2 separate regions of the Gossypium hirsutum genome follow, and region 1 is linked to region 2. A link is a contact called in public Hi-C data. All regions are on one chromosome and are shown on one strand. The core of a region is the stretch at or near the end of the contact, and the rest is flanking DNA. Distances in the headings are between cores, read along the strand shown.

Region 1 (5,748 bases), core at 2,202-4,701, 130 kb before region 2:
TGGACATTATTGAGCAAGCAACTTAGGTTTATGTCACAGTCTGGAGACTAATATATGAATATCCATCCAGCTGTATGTATTTGGACTGTATCCGTATTCAATACGAATATATACACAGCCATGAATCCAGAGAAAGAATATATCTTATTGATATACTGTCTTTTTCAACAAGCTTTAACTATGACTTGCAGGAATTTCTATCAACATGTACAACAAAACATTAGGGAAAATTTTATTCTTCTTCCACACAACTTTATGTCCTTGATCAAGATTCCTTCCCATGTATAAAGGCAGGCATAGGATGGAAAGTAAGTTATCATGCTTTAATTAAAAACATATTTCTTTAAGCTAATATTTGATGCATTGTAGGGTTTATAATTTTATCTACTCAATAAACTAAAAAATAACATGATATCTTCTCTTTTTTTTAAAAAAAAATTTAATCTACTTAATTTTATTTTAGATCTTATTAAGAATTTTATTTTGAATGATACGTTATTATTTAATAGGTTTTAAAGTGATAACTATAAGAATATATGCTTCCCAACAATCTCTTGGCTTAGCAATAAGAGCATTTGTGTTGTGACATGAGAGCTTGGGTTCAATCCCTAACAACCTCACCCCTAATCCTAATTATAATATATATATATAAAAGAATATATGGTTAAACAATTTGAAAACAAAGATTATTTATTTGACCCTCCAATTTTATAGAAAAATATATTTTAGTTTTTTATTTAATTTTTTGTCTCTTTTAACCCTTAAACATGCATTGTTTGTCAAATCACACCCAAAATACACCGAAAAATTAGTATCTGTTAACTTTACTGATGTGGCATCCATGTGCCTACCATTTAAAAATAATTTTTATACTTTTCAATAATGTTAATAATTTCTTAATATTTTTTAATATTTTTAAAATTTTAAATATTAAAAAATTGATTAATTACTAACATAATATTTACGTGACAATTTATGTGTATACCATTGAAAAAGACAAAAAATTAAATAGAAAGTTAAAATAATTTTTATTATAAAGTTGAAGGGAAAAATAAATTATTATTCGATTTTAGCACTTAATTTATTTTCCCCTTTTGAAGGAGCAATTTTCCCCCTTTCTTGACCTCTAAAGGTTCAAATTTTATAGATGAAAAAGATGGCCTAGTGTTCCAAAAAGCATGAGACGAAAAGGGGTTCCCAAAAAAAAAGAGAGCATAGATTCAAACACTAATTCCTAAAATGTAGCCATGAGTCAACGGGCAACTTTGATGGTAAATTTCATTTGATATAAATGAAAGTAGTTAAGTTAATCGGGTTAAAGCATTTAATATCTTTTAGTTTAAGAAATATGTATATAAGGGTATTGGTTGTTTATTGGTTGGAATTAGTATATTTATAATTAGTTGTAATGATTAATTTTTTTGTCGTGAGTCTTCTTTAAAAAGATAAACGATTAGTTATTAACTGTAAAGATCAAACCCCAATTTTATCACTAAAAGATTAAATGAAGAACGATTATGTTAAATCATCATCTATTTTAAACTTAAACAATCCATCAATTTTGATTGGGATGTAAAGGGGAAGCAGGCCATGTGATGAGAAAGGGATACATTTCCTTGTGGGTGAAGATTTGAAAAATCATATTGCTTGAATTTATTTTTCAGAAAACATTATTATTAAGTTAGAATTCTTGTGATAACGATGAAAAGGGTAGAAAAAAAAAAGAGGGAAAAATGTGAGACAACCAAATGACAATGAAGATAAAGGCGAAAGGTAGCGATAAATGTGTGACAGAATTGATTACAAAAACAACGAAACATGTAACCATCACATGCTTTTTTGGGCTACACATGGTCGAGGGTCAAATAGTTTGCTAGGAAACAAATATTGGGTGCCCTTTCCATTTATCACCAGCCAACACTACATTTCTTGCCTAAATGGGTCGTCAATTTTTTTTTTGTACTTTTTCTTTACCCATTTATCAAATGGATTAATCTTGAGTTTGTTTAAACTTGTTGCTTTAGCTTTGCATCTAAATTGATTGCCATTGAGATATACACACTTAAACTAGATGCATTCAATGCGTAAGAAGGGATTAGAACTTGGATTTTACCTTCAAAAGGTGTTCACGATTCTTCAATATTTTGGCAGCACCAACAAGCATTGCAACATGTGCATCATGGCCACAAGCATGCATTTTTCCGGCAACTTTGCTTTTATGCTCCCATTCTACAGCTTCCTAAAATTAAATTACTCCACATAAGTGAAAAGAGGGCATGGCAATTTTCCTAAATTATTTAGATATATAAAAAAAATCAAATTATATACTTGGAGGGTTCAATGGGGGACCACTAGCCTACAAGTCTTTAAGATTACTTAGAATTTCCAAGTACAAAATTGAATTTCGAAGTACAAAATTGAATTTATTTTAAGATCTTTTATTATTATGTTAAGATAATGTTATTATTGAAAACTGTACATTCTATTTTTTGTCTTATTTAATTTAAAAGTACATTTCTTGTCCTCATGTTATCAAAAAAAAATGTAAAATAAAATTAAAACATATCCAACCTACGAAAATAAATTCATACACAAAAATCTTAAACTAAAATCCTCAAACTTTCTGAACTAACAAAGTCCAAATTAAATAAATGAATACAATGATCATGAACCACCTACCGGAAGTAAGAACCCTTTACACGTATACATGTATGTCTACGTATGTGTGTATGTACAAGTATACAGTATATAGTTATAAAATACATAGATGTATACAAATATAAAAATTAAAAAAGAAGAGAAGGAACCTAAGTATATGTACCTGTATAGGAAGGGCATCCATGTCAGCTCGGATGGCAACAAAGGGCGGGCCACCGGTTCCAATCCAAGCCCGAATACCCGTTTTGGCTAAAGGGTACCTATATTCAATATCCATACGGTCCAACTCGGATCGAACGAGTTTACTGGTTTCGTACTCTTCAAAAGCTAGCTCAGGGTTCTCATGTATCTTCCTTCTCAACCCTTTAATCCACTCGACGTTGTCGGGCTTCCGGGCCAGGCCCAACACCTCCTCAGAGCAGGTCACATCCCATACGTAGCAGAAGCTGGATGATCTCAGAGACGACGTCGTTTGGTTCTTACCGGAGTTTAAGGAAGCCTTGGGATTGGTGGAAGAAGATATAGCGTTGAAAAAAGTGGTGTATTGATTACCCGACGAAGAAGAATAAGAAGACGAAGAAGTTATGGAGTTAACAAAAACAAGAAAATTGTTAGCCAAAAAGGGAATAAAGATTAAGCTTAAAACCAAAACATATGATTTTAGAGAATACATGTTTGGAGAGACCGAAAAGAAAATGAATGGAGAAAGAATGGATAGCCAGAGATTTTTTTAAAAAGAGAAGAGGGACAGAAACGAGAGAGAGAATTAAGCATGTGGTTTAAGAGAAATAGTCACGTGGGAGAATATGGATGTAAGAAATTAAATATGTAGAGTTGGTTGATTAAGGCATCGAAATGCAGCAGTGTTTGGGCCCACCACTTTGCGTAGCGGTTTCCAATGAGACAGATTGACGCACTGCCTTTGAATTTGATACTCATTTTCTCTCTCTCAATTTTACCTCTTTAATAACACCTTTCCTTGCAATATTGTATATTGTTCTATTAGTAAAAGGTGTTCGTCATCTAACATGTAATTTAAGTTTGAGTTTGAATTGTGCTAATCGTGTTATTATTAGAATTTTATTCTCTTCTTATAATTTATCAAAAAAAAACTTTATCTTGGTATGTTCAATTCATTGTGATTCTTTTTGTTCTAATTGTTAATGTGTTTTTCTTATAATTAATAAGTTAATACACAAAACCAAAAAACAAAAAAAAGAAAAATTATTTTTGTGTATATATTTTTTTTACTTTTCATCTATATAAGAAAGTAACTATTCTACTAATTATCAAGGGAATCACTTCCATTACTTGTCGAAAAGTGTTGGGGATAAACTCGATTAAGCAACGAACAATCTAAATATTGAATAAAATTGAAAAGATCGAACACAAATATTTATGTGAAAAATCCCTCTAAAAAGGATTAAAAAACTACGGGCAAATATAAATTCACTATAACGGCAAATATAAATTCACTATAACTTGTTTTTAGGAAATGTAAAGATGTCCTAGGTATTTTGTCTTCAGTATCGCGATATCCAAAGCTCGATATCTCGATACTAGCCTATTGTTGCAATATCCGACCTCCAATGTTGTGATATTGAAGGAGGGGAGACCCAAGTGGGTATTTTGTCTTCGGTACCGCGACACTAGCATCTTGATGTCGCAACATTGGTTCAATGTCGCGATACACATATCCTAGTGTCATGAAATTGACCTTGTTTGCCCTGTTTTGCCTCGATTAAGACCCGAACAACCTCAGACTGTAACCAAAATTTAAAGTAAGCTTAAAAATGACTTAAATATCTTCAAATGAGTATATTATATTAAATTTAATTCTTGATATTGATGCTTGAGTTAAATTAGATTCAGTGTCCATAGGTGACATCTCTTGCTCAAAATGTGTAACAAACTGTTTTCCAATGATGTTGAAAACAATGGTTTTGAGACTACAATTTCAACGTGTGAGACTGTAAATAATAAATAATAATATTTACGAGTCAAATATAGTGTTATATTAAAATTTGATATGGTAATCTTTGTTAATTGAACAGTTAGTTAAAGTATAAGTGGTTTGACCCTAAACTTAGTGGCTTTGAAAATTGAGGTATCGAGAACTCGTTTCCACAATCTAAGCCCATAAATATTTTTATTAAATATTTACAAAGTGGTTATATAGGTGGTTTGAGTTTTTGTCCAAAAATTTTAGTGATTGGATGGTTAATTAAGATATAAAGTCTAAATCGTAAAAACTATAAAAGTTAACTATTATTGATTGTTTTTTGTTAAAAGATTTAATTAGAGATTGTTAAGGGGTTTAAGTGGTAATTCAAACACAATCCTTTTAGTGGACGGTTAATGTTTAGCTTTTTGTTGAATTTAAATGTTAAAATAAAAATTAAATTATAATAAAACATAAAATAAAGGAAATCATCATCATCATTTTGCTCCACCACCAAGCCTTTTTTTAATAAATTTTATGTTTTTGAAATTATTACAACTTAATTTAGCTACCCCAAATATTAAATCATAAAACTGTTAAAGTTTTAAAAGTTTTTCATTGATAGTTTTTTATGTTCAATAGCTTGCTTGTAAGTTTAGAAATGATTAATGACTAATTTGTAAAGTGAATTTAATCAGTTTTGAGTTTAGAGACTAAAATGAAAATATTTTGGATTTGACATGAAATTTTGTAATTACTATTTCTGTAGGGTTAAACAAGGGTGAACTTCAAAATAGATATTATAGTTTTGATTTTAAGGACTAAATTGAAGAAAATGCAAAACTTTAGGTTAATTACGGAAAGATAAAGTAAGAAGTCATATACATGAAATAAGATGTTATAAGGTATTTAGAATTGATAAATTGAAATAAATTATTGTATAGATTAAGATTCAGATCAACCGGTAGGATAATAAATAAAAAAAGGAGAAAAATGAATACACTTGTTTCGATTGTGGTCGGCTGTTCTGCATATGGTGCAAAGCTTTGGTTCAAGCTCTTCTTTAATATATATGCCATTCTGAATCCTTCTCGTTTTCGATCGACCTTTGAGCTTCCTATGTAGTGACCTATTTGGCAATATCTCGA
Region 2 (5,486 bases), core at 2,119-4,618:
AAGACAACAAAGATACCAACAAAATAGATCTGCAAATTGAAAAAAAGAGAAGGCATGTCGAATGAATGAGAAGAATAAAGAAAGAAAGAGTTTGTGGGAGGGGAAAAAAACAGACAATAGCTAGCCCGGAGGCTGGCACCGCCGTTGAGCAAAACAAAAGATAACAAACAAACGTATAACAACCCATTTTTTAGTGGTGATGAAACAATGGTTTCAGGATCATAAATTTCCATTGTGTAGGGTAGTATTAAAATTTGGTTAAGAAATTCTAACGTTTAGATAGCTAATTAAAGAAAAAAGGACTAAATTGAAAAAGATGCAAAACTTAGTAATTATTACCTTTAGATGATCAAATAGCTTAATTACTATATGAGGAAGGACCTATGTAGTAATTAGCCCTAGTTGATAGTGTTAGACGACAATTGAAATGAAAATGATAAAATAATATATGTTTAATGGCAAAATTGTAAATAAATCAAACTTAAATAAAACAAATTGAAAGAAATAGACATTTCTTCTTCATTTTTCTTCATCCTTTGCCGAAAAACCATGAAAGCAAACCTTGGATAATCGGCCAAGTTCAATACATTGCATGTAAGTGAAATTGATACCCGTTTCTTATAATTTTTACGTTTTTGAGATCATTGTAACTAGGTCTAGCTAGCTCATACCTCTGTTTTTGAATCTGTTAAAAATTTTAGAAGTTTCTACTGATGAATCTTGAATGTTTTTTTATGATAATTATGTGTTTGAAGCTTTGATTGTGATATTTGGTTGTTTTGTGAAGTGATTTTTATTAGATTTTGATTTAAGGATTAAATTGTTAAAATATCAAAATTTCAAGGTTTATTGGTGAATAAGAGGTGTTTTGTGGACTTTTTAGAAGTCTCGAATATTCTTCTATAAATTTTGACTTGAGAAAATGGTTAATTTGATAATTTTTGGGTTAAAGGACTAAATTGCAAAACTTGTAAAAGTTAGGACAATTGTGTAATTTTGAAAAATAAAAGGGTATAAAATGTAGAATAAATTGGAATATGAAATGTAAGCTAATAATTGAGAATTTTATATTTTAGAGCAAGTTACTATTGATTTTTGTGGAAAAAAGAAAATAGCGGAATAATTCATGAACTTCTGCAACTATTACAACTCAGTCCAGGTAAGTTTGTACGAATTTTAATTTAATATCTATATGAAATTTACGATGACATGATATGAAATAGTGGATATAAATTATTCTATTGATGTTGTAAGTTGTTTGGGAAAATGTTGTTGATATCAATAATTGGGCCGAATGAAAGCGAGATAGAGTACAACTGAATGATGGCATGTTATGCGAGGTTGAAGTGGAGATTGATGTGGAGAGCTTTATATATTTTTCCTAAGTATACCGAAGTTCAACATTTGTTGCGAACTCTCGTGTTATACTATCCTGATTTGGCGTGTTATGGGAGCGGATATATAACTTGGGGGCTAGGCACTTACTGCCGTGGCGTGTTATCGATTGGATTAGCTCTTATGAGCATTTGACGTGTTATTGGGTAGATTAGCTCTTATGAGCAGTTGGCGTGTTTCGGTTGGATTACTTGTGTAGTCATATCTGTAAGTCATTCATTAGGTCGTAAATCGTTGTATTGTAACTTATTTAATGATTTTGAATGGCATGACATGTATTTGACATCTTGAATTAACTCGTTGTAGACATATATATTTTCCCAGAAATTATTATTTGAGCTTTGAATTGAATTATGCAATTCACCGGTTTGACATTGTAGATGATAGTAAACACTTGTTATTGAATTATTTTTTATTGAATTGTTATATTTACTTTGATAAGATTTATTGTTTCTGTACGTCGAACTTACTAAACTTCAATAAGCTTACTTGTGTTAATTTATGTTTCTTGTAGACACTTTTGAAGGTTGGACGATCAAATCAGCACTCAAGTCACACTATTCATCCAATTTTGGTAGCTTTTGAACATTTGTTTTGGCATGTATATATATAAAGAATGAGCTTAAGTGTAAGTAGACAACTTATTGTGATATATGTGAATGAAGGAAGATGTCTTTGGTACAAATTTATTGCATATGTTTGATTAATAAGTTATTTTGCATTGTTATGAACTGAGATGCCTATGATAGACATAATGGTTAGAAGTTTAAGTTGTGTGAATTTGTATGTCTTGGTTGATGATTTGTATCGTGGTATAACTGTGTATACTTGTGGTACCAATGAGGGTACATTGGTTAAGCACTTTAGATGGTTGAATTAGTATGAATTGAGCTTGTTTAATGGCATTTTGAATGACCCTAATGGTTGGTATATGGATTACTTAGAGTCCAAGAAAACTTGAAATGGTAAAATTGATGTTTAAGGTTTATTTAGGTGAACACGGCTTGGGACACGGGCTACCACACGCCGTGTGCCACCACAGCCATGTGATTTAAGTCAGTGTGTTACATGGCCTCCGACATGACCATGTGTCCTAAGTCAGAGAGTTACACAGACTGGCACACAGCTTGCGACACGACCGTGTGACCCAACTCAATGAGTTATACGGGCAGAGACACGGGCTAGGACACGACTGTGTGTCCCAACTTTGAAAGTTACATGGCCTGGGGCATTCCACACGGTTGTGTGTCTCCTGTTTTTGAATTTTTTCATATTTTCCTGAAATTTTCTAATTTGTTTCAAATTAGTCCCTAAAGGTTTTAAGATTAATTCTTTAGTCCCTAAAGCTCGATTTAAGCCTCGTAGATGTAAGATATTTTTATAAATCAATTGGTTTATGGTATTTGAAAAATTATATTGAAATAATTATGATTTTACTTGTTTATTGTTGTTAACTTGCTGTAGCATTCTTGTAACCCTATTCTAGTGATAGATATAGGTTAAGGGTGTTACAAAGGAGAAAAAAGAAAAAAGTTTTTATGGTTTAAAAATGTACGATAAATTAAATTTATTTATTATTATTTTTAAACATTAATCTTATTATAAGTTTTCTTATACAATACTTAAAACTATCTATAGCCTCTTCCCAACTCTTAATAGGAGGATAATGCATTTTAACGCTTTCAAACTCACATCTCTTTACACGAATAATAATATCGATTACAATTGAACTAAGGCTAATAATAATATAGATTACAATTTAACTAAGGCTACATCGTGACTTATTTATTTATTTATTTTTAAATGGAACAGAAGGAAAAACCGGTAAATAAATCCAAATGGCTATTATTTGTAAGTCTGTGAAAGTAATCAGTGTTTTTTCAACAGTCTCAGACAAATAAAATACTTTCCTTAATTATACCTTTTTTTATTTATAATTTTTTTACAATTAAGATTTATTACAAATTTGTCTCCCATTCCTTCGCCAACGTTAAAATACCGTCGCTCTCTCTCTCTCGCTCTCGTTATTTGCCTTTTTTGTCTCTCTCTCCTTCTCCGATCATTTCCCCAGATCCATACCTCCGGTCGCTCCGATACTTCCCTAAAAAACCCTAATTTCTCCGATCTCTCCTTCTAAAACCCTACTCTCAGATCTAAACTTAATTATCTTCTTACATCCACAGATCCGACCTCTCCTTTTCTTTCCGATATCAGGTACTTAATTTCCTTTTTTATTCTTCTCAATTTTATTACATTCGATCTTAGTTTCTTTTATATGTTAATTTGCGATTACTATTACTGTGTATCTTTTAGAATTTTTGAAGAATTGTTGTTTTTGTTGTTTTGGTTTGTGTAGATTTGATCGTGTTGCAAAATATATAGACGGTTATTGAAAGAGGGGATTAGAATTTGTTTCTGATTAATTATGGCAGCTCCTGTGCCTCCAGGGGCACCTAGACCCGGCGCCAATTCACAACCACCACCACCACGAAATGTTAATCCTAATTATCAAACCAATCCCAATTCGTTAGCTGATAACATGCAGAATTTGAACCTAAATCGGCCAGTTTCAATGCCCAATTCTGGTCCTAGGCCCTCCCCTTTTGGTCAACAACCTCCCTTTCCTCAATCTGGAGGTTCAGCTGGATTCCCCGGTGCCTTGCCGCCAATGGCACGGCCTGGTCCGCCACCTGGTATGATGGGAAGACCTGCAGTGCCTCCTACTGGACCACCACAATCTGCTTTACCTGCAAATGTACCCCCAGGGAGACCCCTTGGTCAACCTTCTGGTCACTCTTCCCCTTTTGGGTCTAGACCTCCTCCTGGTTCTTTGTCTTCTTCAACAGGTGGTGCTGTTCTACCTTCTAGCGCTTTCCCATCTTCAGGTGCACCTAGCGGTGGAGTTGCACCACCAATGCCAGGTGCTCGCCCGAATGTTTTTATGTCATCTCCACCTTTGACTGGTCCAGCTGCGCCCCTCTCTCGTGCACCTGCTGGTCCTTTGAGTAATGGGCCTCCAGCAATTGTTTCGGGAGCTTTGCCTGGTGCATCCCAGTTTCCTCTTGCTCCAAGTGCTTCACAACCTCCTGTTGGACCTCCACTAACTATGATGTCAGCTAGGGCTCCTGCTCAGGCTCCAACCATGCGTTCTGTTTTGGGAAGTCCAGCTGTTACTTCCCCACCAGTTCAACCAATGCCTTCAGCATCACCATTTTCAGCTGTGCCTCAAGCTAGACCACCACCTCCAGGTTCTCCTTATGGACCACAGACTTGGCCGATGCAGCCTCAGCAGGTTAGTACTACAATCTTTACAGTTTATGCTTTCAGAATTCTTCCCATAAAGAAATGTAAACAACTGGAGTATATCATTGATTTTATTGTTGTTGAGTTGGTCATTTAGCAATCTGTATAAGGTGTACAAGGTCTTTGATTTCCTTTCTTTTCATAATGCATTTAGTAACTAAAATTTTATCTGCACCTCTTTGATGTTTGGAATTTTTGGCATTATATTAGTAGCTGTTAATTTGAAGAAAATCTAAAGCAATATAGAAATGAAGAAAGATTTTAGTAAACTTATAATGGAAGAATGAAAATTGATGGATGTGGTTTACTTTTCTACAATTAAATTGTTTATGCCTTGTAAATTGCTTTACAGTATATAGCTATGTTGTTCAAACTTTTTCTTTCTAATTATTATTTTCAACATCTCATCCATTCAGTATTCATCCAAAAAGATATTGTTTTCATTGAACCATCATAAATATTGGATTGGCTTGAGAATTGACGTGCAGATATAATATGAGGTTCTGTAGCCAATTGCTGAAAGTTAAATTGTGCAGAAACTTACAGAACTGTGCAAAAATTAGGCATTCTGTTACTGTATAACCAATGGCATTTGCATAATAACAAAACCAATTGGAAATTGGTTATTGAACTTCACTAATTACATTGAATTTTATCAATTGGCATATGAAATTTTGGTGTTGGTGGATATTTAAAACCTTTGAGCCAGGTTTATGAAGTTGCTTGGAAATGGAAACCATTTTAAGGCATTCTATATGAGGTGCAGGAAATTCTAAGTACAGGATGTT

The links. A called contact is a pair of places that touch in the nucleus more often than the background predicts.
Region 1: a Hi-C map of leaf shows a contact between it and region 2, with 2.1 times the contacts expected there. The contact joins the promoter of LOC107962526 here to the promoter of LOC107962524 in region 2. A contact is called at or near these places in 15 of 34 Hi-C or Micro-C datasets (anther, callus, hypocotyl and 3 more).

The regions. Positions count from the first base shown.
Region 1 is chrA06:7,723,065-7,728,812 of Gossypium_hirsutum_v2.1, reverse strand. It overlaps LOC107962526 (IAA-amino acid hydrolase ILR1-like 6), which reads right to left and starts at 3,451. Exons shown (of 5, transcript XM_016898944.2): 1 at 2,822-3,451; 2 at 2,114-2,239. The coding sequence starts at 3,331.
Region 2 is chrA06:7,592,040-7,597,525 of Gossypium_hirsutum_v2.1, reverse strand. LOC107962524 (protein transport protein Sec24-like At4g32640) reads left to right here and starts at 3,368. Exons shown (of 25, transcript XM_016898942.2): 1 at 3,368-3,609; 2 at 3,752-4,687. The coding sequence starts at 3,821.